Regions from separate parts of the Rattus norvegicus genome. Here regions 2 and 3 are each linked to region 1. The links are chromatin contacts, called in public Hi-C and HiChIP or PLAC-seq maps. All regions are on one chromosome and are shown on one strand. Each heading gives the region's core, a stretch centred on a gene start, on an enhancer-like site or on the middle of the called end of the contact. The rest is flanking DNA. Distances are from core to core; before and after follow the strand shown. Region 1 holds the start of Zmiz1 (zinc finger, MIZ-type containing 1). Region 2 overlaps LOC120097393 (a long non-coding RNA gene). Region 3 overlaps LOC102552347 (a long non-coding RNA gene).

Region 1 (3,298 bases), core at 228-2,727:
CTGCCCTCTGCACCGCGCCCTCTCCCTGCCTGGCCAGCTTCCTGGACAGATGTCCCCGGCCAGGGGGCGACGCGATCCCGCAGCCTGCACCACGACACCGAGGCCGTGCTCCCCACTGTTTTCTCCCTGGCCCTGACGCCAGGAATGTGAAACAAGCTTTCAGAGCTTCCCTCCCACAATCCGGACCCAGCTTCAGCTCCGGCCCGGCCCCCCAACCTCCTCCCGGGTCGGCCTCCCACTCCCCCGGGGCCGCCGTCGCCGCCGTCGCCGCCGGAGACAGAGAGGAAGAAAGAACACGGGGAAATTACTTTCGTATTTGCAACGCGCGCGCGCATACACACACACACACACACACACACACACACACACACACACACACACACACACACACACACACACACACACATCTTCCCCTTGGGCTCGCCTCCCGACTGGGGCAGCCCCGGCCAGACGTTGGCCTGAAAGCCCCTTCGGCTTCCGAAGCCCGAACGAGAAGCCTCAACACATCTCCTCAACGTGTCCTGCTTTAGCCACGCGCCGCGTTTCCCCGAGCTATTCTCCCCCCAAAACAACTTAACCGCGCCCCCATCTCCCATGTACAAAAGTGTGTTCTCCATAGAAATTTGGAGGCACAACTTAACATCACCAACCCCTGGCCACCCTAGAATCCAGCGCCTTCCTGGCGGTTCTCCTACGCACACAGGAGCACAACTTCATATCTTTCCAAAAGGAGCAAGGGAGACCCAGCCAGTTCTTCCCGGGTCCTCTCCTCCCTCCTCCGAATCCGTATCCCGGCCGGCCCCCGACTGTTCGGAGCGACGGCTGGAGGCGCGCCGGCAGGAGGCGGGCACCGAGTCCGCGCGCACAACCACACCGGCGCCCCGTACATCCGAAAACCCCCGGGTCCCCGCGCTCATCCGGAGTCGCTCTACACAAGCTGGGTGCTCGCTGGTGGCCAGGGCCTCCGCCCCCGGCGGCCAGGGCAGCAGCGCCGAGCCCGCACGGCTGGCTTCTCTCGCCCGGCCGGAGCTAAACCTTTAAGCGGAAAGCCCTAGTACAGTACCCGGCGCTCGCACCCTGACGATCCGCCGGGAGCGGGTGGAAGCCTCGGAGCTAACGGGCGCTTGGCTCTGTCCCCAAACTTACCGGGCTCTGCGAGCACCACTGCCACCGCTGGAGGACGCGCCGCTGCCACCGCCGTGTAGGGCAGGCTGGAGCCCGGAGGAGCGCAGCGAGAGCGCGGAGATCCACTCGGCTCCGGCTCTGGTTCCCGCTCCTCACCGGCCGGCGATAGGGTCAGCGCGCTGCGCGGGCGCTGCTCGCTTGCTCTGCGGCCCGATCGCAGCTCGCCCGGCCGGCCGCTTGCTCTCCGGGGCGCCCGCCGCCGCCGCTCGCTTTTTTAATGTCCACAGACAGTGAAAAGGAACTCGGCGTTAGGGGGTGAGTAAGTGAATCAACTCGCCCGGAGCCGAGCAAGTTGAAGTGTCAGATTACATTGGCTATTCTATTTCCAAAGGGCCCCGCGCCGCCGGCCTCCCGCAAAAGCCGGCACGGAGTAATGGCGGGAGCGGAGCGCCGCGCCTCCAGCGCGCAGGTCTGCTGGCCTTGGTTCGCTCTCCATCTGCGCGCTCGCTGCGCTCTCCTTTTCCCTTTCCTTTCCCTTCCGCCTCTCCCCTTTCCCTTCTTTTCCTCCCTCTGTTCCCTGTGCCCAGGTCTCAGCTCTCTTCCAGACCCTGTTAGGCTCCTCGCCACCCTTACCCTCATATGCTGCTTTGCTCACTCTCTCGTCCCTCCTCTCACCTCCCTTCACTGCTCTTTAACGCCCCCCCCCCCCCGCCATTCCATAAGTTTGGAGCCGGGAGACTGATGTGCCTAGGAAAGGACCACATTGGTAGGAGCAAAATTATTGCCAGAAGGCATACCCCGCTTCCTGCTGGTACCCTGGCTCTGGGGCCTTAGGTTCTGTTAGCCACCTGAATTGGGGTGACTGGGTGGCTAATGAGACACGGTGTGCGGAGTTTCCCCCGGAGACTTTGGGACAGAGGGTGAGAGGACCCTAATCTTCACTACCACGGGTGACGTAGGGGGAGGTGGAAGTGCGCTTCCATTGACATATGAGAAGGAGCGAGGGATACAGAGGTAACCACTGCTACTTGAAGTTTAGAGCAAGAACGCCATAATGCTTGGTAGGAAGCGCCTGGAGCGCTGCGAGCTGAGCGCTCCCAATTTGCAGAGGTGGAAATAACCCAACCGGCTCACAGCCCAGAGCTGGGCTCCACTCCTGTCGTGCCTTAGGGCACTCACGAAGCACAATTAGGTGCGCCCACTCGCGGGGGCTTTCCTCGCAGACCGGCCCCTAAATGTATCCAAGCGCGCACTCCCTTTGGCTCAGGTCCATTGCCACTCACACAAAAACTCCTACACAAACGGCACGCCGATTTGCGCCTACCTTTCAGCAAGGCACGCATAGCATGCACGACCCCGACACACACTTGTACACACACTTTCCATCCCAGATATGCCCGTGCACCTGGAGTCATACAATTGTACACACAAATATCGCTGTATGCCATCCCCGGTACGTTAAAAAAACAAAACAAAAACAAAACACGAGGCATTCCCCCGTGCACTACGTCTCTGGTTCACGTACACATACCACACATTTCCCCTTACTCTTCCACATCCCTTCCTCAACCCCATCCGCCTCCTGATTAGAAGGACTCTAGTCCTAAAGATAACTAGCGTCTGGGCTGGACACGCGCGCGCGCGCACACGCACTCCCCTTCAGAGCAGGCGGGGGAGGCTTGGGCTGGAGCCCGCTAGGGACTCCAGGTGTGGCGATGACTCCGTGCTCCGCTTTTTGCAGGCAGCCACGGTGTCGGAGGCGAGGCGAGGAAGGGAGCTGGAATAACAAAGGCAAGTTGGGAAGAGCGCAAGGGGGCGCAGCCCCGGCTGGGCCGCGGGGGGAGCCTTGCTCTGCCGGGTCGACGGAGGCAGCTTGGCCGCCAGCCGGGGGAACCGGAGGTGGGGAGGAAAGGTGGGGGGAGAGGGGCGGAGCCGCTTCGTGACGTCAGAGAACAATGACACCGCTGGGGGCGGGTTCGGGCTGGCCGCCCGGGCGGGGGTCTTTCTCAGGGCCTGGGGCGGGCGGATGAAGTCTTGGCCTCGCCGGGGCAGCAGTTTGATTGACGAGGTCCGCATGGGAGTGCAGACGTGCCACGCAGACTCGCGAGTCCTAAGCCTCTTGGGTGGTGATCATAGCGCACCGCGGGCCAACAGGGGAGCGGGCTGGAGAGCT
Region 2 (3,298 bases), core at 444-2,943, 330 kb after region 1:
TGCATGGTATAGTGATCAAATAAAGGCAATAATGTTTCTATCCCCTTAGATCCTGTCCAGTCTGCGGTGGGTAGAACATTCAAAGAACTCTCTTGTGGTGATTTTAAGATCTACAATATTATTGTTAACTACAATCATCCAATTGTTCACAAAAACAGTGTATCTTACTTCTCCAATGTAGGAATTACCCTGGCTTTGCTGTCTAAATATGCTGTATATAGATTATTATTGTGTTTTTAAGGCTTTGCTACGTGTCTTTTTTTGTGGGGGAGTACATGCAGTCACACATGTGTACATATGTGTATGTGTGTGTGTGAGTGTACGAGAGAGAGAGAGAGAGAGAGAGAGAGAGAGAGAGAGAGAGAGAGAGGGAAGAGAGAGAAGAGGGGGGGGGAGGGTTGGGGAGAGAGAAAGTGGAGGAGGCAAACAATCGAAGTCAGGTGCCCTCATTATTGCCTGCTACCTACTTTCACTGAACTTGGAGTGCACCACTTGCCTAAGGCCACTGAGCTCCAGGGAATCCTCCTGTCTCTACTTCCCTCTGCTGGGATTACAGGTGCACGCCCCCAGCACATAGCTTTTTACACGTGTCCTGGAGTCTGAACTCAGATCCTCCTGCTTGCACAAGTACCTTCTGACCTAGCCACCTCCCCAGCTCCTTGCCATGTGTTGTTTGAGTATTTTAGATGTGTGTGTTTCTATGCAAAGCACACAGCACTGGACTTTAGAAAGACAAGCAAGCTGAGGCTCAGAGAGGCAGAACAGCTCGCTTGGCTCACACAGCCTCTACTTGCTGTGTTTTTGCCAGATCCCCACTCCTGAACTAGAGGTGAAATCCCTTTTCCTTCACCAGCATCAGTTCTTCACAATCTGCCCAGTCCATTAGTGAAGTGTGAAGAATAGGGAAGAAGGCCCTGTTGGCCAGCCATGGAATATCTCTCCCTGACACACCAAAGAGGGCTATTTTCACCTCTGCCATGTAACGTTGAGTATACATGTCTTTCTGCCTCTGCGCCCATACCTATAAAATGTCTTTCGTTCCCTCCCTCTAGGGATGTGAGATACTAGTTAATTTTTTTCCAACCCTCTAAGTAATTTCTCTGTACCTGATTTGCGTGTTCCCAGCCCAGGACCGTCTATTCACTTTAAACCACTGCCCAAGCTCACTTTTGCATTAGTATTTGAACACCTTGTCCTGCAGACCTGTACACAGCAGGATATTAAATGTACCATGCCCTTTTCTGAGAAGCAGCTCTACAGCATGCTCAAATCCCTACCTTGTATGTGGCTACTGGGTTTTAGGAGCAATGGGAGAACCCCCAAAAAGAATGAGTTGGGGTGCAGTGGACGGTCAGAAACAAAAACAAGTGTAGGCTTGTTTGTGGCTGCAGGTGTAGTGCAGGCTGGGGCAGGGAGAGGTGCTGGACCCCAGGTTAGTGGGACATGCATGTTCCTGGTCCCCGATTCAGGATCTCAGGATGCTTCTGCTTACAGCCTCCATCCCCAAGCCTGGCTCCTGCCAACGCCTGTCTACAGCAGCCTCACAGCTCCTGCAGAGCAAACAAAGGCAGAGGTGCTGCTGTAGACAGTGAACCACGGCTGGGAAACAGAGGCTGTCTGTACCTTTCGATGCTGTCACCCCATTAATCTCGTCCCTCTGCAGCCCTTCTGAAGAGCGCACTCACAGCGGCCCATTCATTACGGCTCTAATAACAGCGGCGGGCATGAAAGTGCCAGGCTGTGGAGGAGCAGGCCTCTGTAGCTGCACAAAGCCAATACTTTTTAAATACATTTACACAGCAATAAATAAAAGCGGTCTCAGTTTACCTCGGTATTAAACTCTATTTGCGCGTCAGAGTTAAGGGCCGCATTTGTGTCTTGCTATTCAAATTTATTCTTGTGCAGCCCGGATGGAGCCCGACTGCATTTATTTCATCGTGTAGTAATGGTGGCTGAAGCTTAAGGGGCCTTTCATCACCAAGCTGCCCTCATTAAGGACTCTGCTCCAGGCTCCTGGGCTCAATCCGGCCACCATGAGACCACCCCATTAACCACAGGGAAGGGCAAGGCAGAGAACTGATAGGGCTTCATTAGCCTCCCCTGGCAGCTGGCTGGCCAGGAGCCAGGGACTGGTAAGGTCTCTGTCCCCCAAACTCTGTCACAGAGAGATGATTCCCTAAAAGTATGGATGTGTCTTCCACCCACCCTTCCCCCATGTACAATATTGAGTCCCACGGGCATACTAGCACAGGCGAGGCTCTGAGAAAGCAAGGATCTATTCAAGATCATTCTGACCTTGGATAGCTTGTTTCAAGGTGGGTCAGTCTGGGAGCATTTTCACCATTGGAAGTAGTTCAACGCCACCACAGTGGACGATTCCCTCCCTCTCCTTGCAGCTCAGAGTTCAATGGGGCCCTCTGCCTCCCTTCAGGGGCTCTGGGATGAGAGCACTATGGATGTTCAAGCATGGTGTGGCACTAAATCTCTGGCTTGTAGCTTGTGGAGACACTGTCCAGAGGCCTTCAGATGTTAAAGACTCAAAGCTCTAGAGCTTCAAAGCCTCGAACATTGTCCTTGGGTTGGGGCCAAGGCATATGGTACCTGTTGGCTGTGGCCAGAAGACCTTTCTGGATGGGGTGGGACTCCATGTAGGTAATAATGACAAGGTTTACATGTACATTTGTGCGTAGAGGAGAGGTGCATGTGCCTGTGGAGGTCGGAGGTCAACCTATGGCATCATTTGGGCAGGAGCCTCTTCCTCGTTTCTTTGAAATAGTCTTGCACTTGAAGCTTTATGGGTTCAGCTCTACCCATTGGCCATGGAGCCCCAGGCATCTGCCTGTTTCACCCTCTCCAGTGTTGGAATTACAACACCATAACCTTTTCACATGCATGTTATGGATCCAAAGTGTGGGTCCCATGACCTCTGTCAAATGGTGACATTTCCAAACAAGATCTAGCTCTCAGTAACCCATTCTCAAATTCACCTGGGCAGTTCTTTCTACTATGCCTCATTTGTACCGAGTCTAGGAGACATATTTGGAAGATGTTGCCTCCCCTAGAACAGCATGCTCTGAGGAAACAGAAAGGCTGTCCCTACACTTAGGAAAAGGTAGGCACAGAGAAGTTGTCAGCCTTGCGAAAGGCCACGGAGTTGGTCGTTCTTGCAGTCCAGAAATTCCATTCTGGCTCTCTATCCCTGCATGGCAGAAAGAGTATCTGTAATTGTAGGACCGCAGTTGGCCCCTAGATCTCTGAGGCGGTTTGTAGGAGCAATTGAGGGCCCCTCTATATATTT
Region 3 (3,298 bases), core at 290-2,789, 270 kb after region 1:
GCCCAGATGCTTAGGGAGCTGAAAAAGTCACTTAAGAGATGGGTACATTCATTTGTTCAACTGGCATTTTATTGAGCAGCTAGTTTGCATCTCTCATCTGGGTTGTTCTTGGATTAGGCTTACAGGAGATGCTGGTGTAAGTGTGGAGTTGGGGGTCCTCATGAGGCAACAGGGTGCCGAGTGTCAGGTCACCTGAGGGAGAGTTATGGAGGACACTGCTCTGGGTCTCATTTCCCCAAACTGTTCCTTGTCCACACCACAGGCCCCATGCTTGGAGACATGAAAGGCACCCAGATCCTAAGGCACATGGTGCCTTTTTGGCTTTAACTTGCATCTGTTGGGATACAGATGGCCTCAGTGATACAGGTTGCCTGCATCACAGAAGTATGGACAAAGTGTTGTTGGGACAGACAAAGCAAATGATGAGGTGCTGGCCAAACGAGTGACCTTGAAGAGTGACGGCAGCTGCTGCTCAGGAGTTGGAAAGACAGATCTTGGCCTCCAGGAACATCTGCTGAGGGTACAGAGCACATGTCGGGATGTCCAGCCCTTTTGACACTGCAGAATGACTTTGCTACCCACCATGCATTGTTGATTTTGCTCCCTTCAAAACTGCAAAACGAAACAACAATGAACCTCTCAAAAACGTTTAAGGATGCCTGTCATTTTCTTTGGGGCTGTATTCATAGTTAGCTTGGCTGCATGTCGCTCAATGGCTATGGGTTAGACATGCTTGCAAGTGGCAATTAGTAGAGTCCATACATCTTGGTTAGCATTTTAGTGTCAATGCTTAGAGAACACAATATTTAGCTGAAAGGGAGGCTGGAAACTGCAGGCTTGCTGCATACCCAGCTAGATGATCCTTCATTGTGGAAGAAGAAAGGACCTGAGTGGGGCTTCTCTGAGCTCGATAGCTCTCATCAGTAAAACACATTCTGCAAACAGTCATAAGTGTTTTTAAATCAAGTATATGTGGAATATGATCCACTCTCTGTCAGCCATACTCCATGCCACACTGCCTGGGGGTGTGCCTGACGCTCTTATTTGGACTAGGTTTTTCCCATGGTGGAGGGAGATGTTAGAAATGTATGGGAATGGGGTTGGGGATTTAGCTCAGTGGTAGAGCACTTGCCTAGCAAGCTCAAGGCCCTGGGTTCGGTCCCCAGCTCCGGAAAAAAAAAAAAGAAATGTATGGGAATGATCTCTATGGGACCAACTGAGAGGTTTGGGGATGTGAATCTCATTAGCATACAACTTCATGACTTTTATGAGGAAGTCTGTCACACTGGAAAAGAATCAAGAAACAGTGCTCGGCTCTCAGGACCTATGCTCCACCATCCTTATGTATAGCTCTGCAGTGTATACTTAGCCCCCAAGGAGAACTGAGCGAGACTGAGGTCCTCACACGGTTGTGGGAGTGGCTGCTGTCACTGACCTTCCTCTTGGCGCTTGGCCCTGACTGGGTGTAGAGTTGGCTGGGTGTGCATGGCTGGCACACTCTACCCAGTGTCTCCCCTACAGTCCCCAAAGCTCCCAGCCAGAGGCCAGCTAGGATTTCAGAGGCGCAAGCAGGCTGCTGTGCTGGCCTGCCAGGTGAGCAGAACAGAGGCGCATTAAGCAGCGCCGCTCTGCGGATCGGTTTTCCTCCCCCGGCGACAGCTCAGACCCAGAGCAAATCTCTGTTTCTCCAGAGCCAGGGGTTTGAGACTGTCATGAATGAAGGTTTTTATCCTACAGCTAGCAGTCTACCCTCCACGGCGCCTGATGCCCGTGCCAGGGTTGGCATGGGAGGCCAGCAGGAGGAGGAGTGGGGATGGCTGGAATGAGGGAATAAGGCTCACTGACTCCCCCCATCCCCGCCATGCCACCCAGGCTGAGAGAGGAAGACAAGTCTTGGGGCTTGGAGGAGCGAGAGGAGATAGACTGGGGCACCATGGGTTCTCAAGTGCAGCTGGTCAGAGTATGGATCACTGATGAGCTAGACTCTGGAGGCCACCAGCCCCACCTGCATCTTGTTGTTGCAGAGCAGAGCTGGGAGGGTTGCACTCCAGGGAGTAGAGAGGGAGAGTGGCCAGTCACCTCCACCTCAAAGTACTACTGAGCACCGTGGAGTTGTGGACCAGTAAGCAAGGGGTAAGCAGAGAGAAGACCCTCTTGGGCCATCACTCAGAGAGTAGGTTAGGAAGGGACGAGCTTAAACCAGGAGCTGTAACGAGAGCTGCAGGAGAGCTGGGAAATGAGGGGACCAGGGCTGGGTGCAGGGGCAGCCTCCCTGCAGGCCAGGCAGCTGGATGAGTGCCACGTGGTGGTGACACAACTAACCTGCTGTTTCCTTAAGGCTGACAGACCATCCTGTTTCAAGGCACTTGGTTCTTTTCACCTGTGGCTCCTGGTATTTGGGTCAAGCATGGAAACCAGTGAAAAACAGGGCTGTGGGGTGTCTGAGAAACAGTTTACTGTTTATTTTGCATACTGTCTACACATCCTAACCCTGAAGCTTGAATTTGTGTCTTTTCTGGTCAAATTGCCATAGGCCTACAAGCTAGAGTGAGTCCCCCTGACCCCCGTGTGTGTGTGTTGTGTGTGTGTGTGTGTGTGTGTGTGTGTGTGTGTGTGCATGTGTGTTTTCTGTGTAGTCCTGGCTCTTCTGGAACTCTCTCTATAGACCAAGCTAGCCTCAAGCTCAGAGATCTGCCTGCCTCTGCCTACCAAATGTTGGGATAAAAGATGTGCTGTGCTCCACCACCGCCTGGCTGAGCGAGTCCTTAACGTTACCACACTGAGAATGACCCAGAAACATTATCACTTACCAGGAGACCGCATGGGGTTAGAGGCAGTAGGCATAGACAGACACAAATCTCTCTCCCTGTACTGTGGAACTATCTGGTCACATGGCCTCTAGTCACCATGAGCTTCCTAAAGTAGTCATCTTGAAAGCATGGAGCATTCATAGAAGAGGTCTGAATCACCATGGGATGAAACAGGCCCAGAGAGACTAAGTAACCCACGCAGGGGTTACACAGCAGGGGTGTGTGGGAGTTCCTTTTAAATCCGTTTACCTGACTCATGCCCGCCTGTTTCCTGGAGTAAGCCCACACTTTTTCTTGCAGAGGATGGTGTGGAGACTACTGGGGACGGTTTGAGATGTCCAAGAGGTTCTATTGTACCCAGCACTCAGTCACTCCTGAGAAGTGTACAGGGGATACAAAGCCAGACATCTTTAATAGTGGCAGCTCCCTGTAGGGTTCTCCAGTGTAAGCTGGGCTGCTCATCATCCTCAAGGAATCAAAGACCCATA

What was found. Hi-C and Micro-C count contacts between places; a contact is called where the count stands out from the background. HiChIP or PLAC-seq counts read pairs in DNA pulled down with a chosen protein or histone mark.
Region 2: an H3K27ac HiChIP or PLAC-seq map of oligodendrocytes shows a contact between it and region 1, with 8 times the contacts expected there. The contact joins the enhancer-like site here to the promoter of Zmiz1 in region 1. A contact is called at or near these places in 10 of 12 Hi-C or Micro-C datasets (the Rat2 cell line, Schwann cells, frontal cortex and 6 more) and 1 of 1 datasets of contacts at active chromatin or transcription factors (oligodendrocytes).
Region 3: a Hi-C map of mammary epithelial cells shows a contact between it and region 1, with 4 times the contacts expected there. The contact joins the enhancer-like site here to the promoter of Zmiz1 in region 1. A contact is called at or near these places in 5 of 12 Hi-C or Micro-C datasets (the Rat2 cell line, Schwann cells, liver and 2 more) and 1 of 1 datasets of contacts at active chromatin or transcription factors (oligodendrocytes).

Annotation. Positions count from the first base shown.
Region 1 is chr16:1,032,339-1,035,636 of GRCr8, reverse strand. It overlaps Zmiz1 (zinc finger, MIZ-type containing 1), which reads right to left and starts at 1,477. Exons shown (of 24, transcript NM_001108393.1): 1 at 1,147-1,477.
Region 2 is chr16:699,651-702,948 of GRCr8, reverse strand. All of the region lies in intron 1 of LOC120097393 (a long non-coding RNA gene), which reads left to right. Among named protein-coding and RNA genes, the nearest start is that of Zmiz1, 330 kb to the left of the region's middle. Within about 2 kb of position 1,693, at least 12 of the 93 cell types and tissues checked have an H3K27ac peak or open chromatin away from gene starts, as enhancers often do.
Region 3 is chr16:765,377-768,674 of GRCr8, reverse strand. It overlaps LOC102552347 (a long non-coding RNA gene), which reads right to left. Exons shown (of 3, transcript XR_010058524.1): 3 at 48-612. Among named protein-coding and RNA genes, the nearest start is that of Zmiz1, 270 kb to the left of the region's middle. Within about 2 kb of position 1,539, at least 9 of the 93 cell types and tissues checked have an H3K27ac peak or open chromatin away from gene starts, as enhancers often do. A contact at or near this core is called in liver, where this site is marked.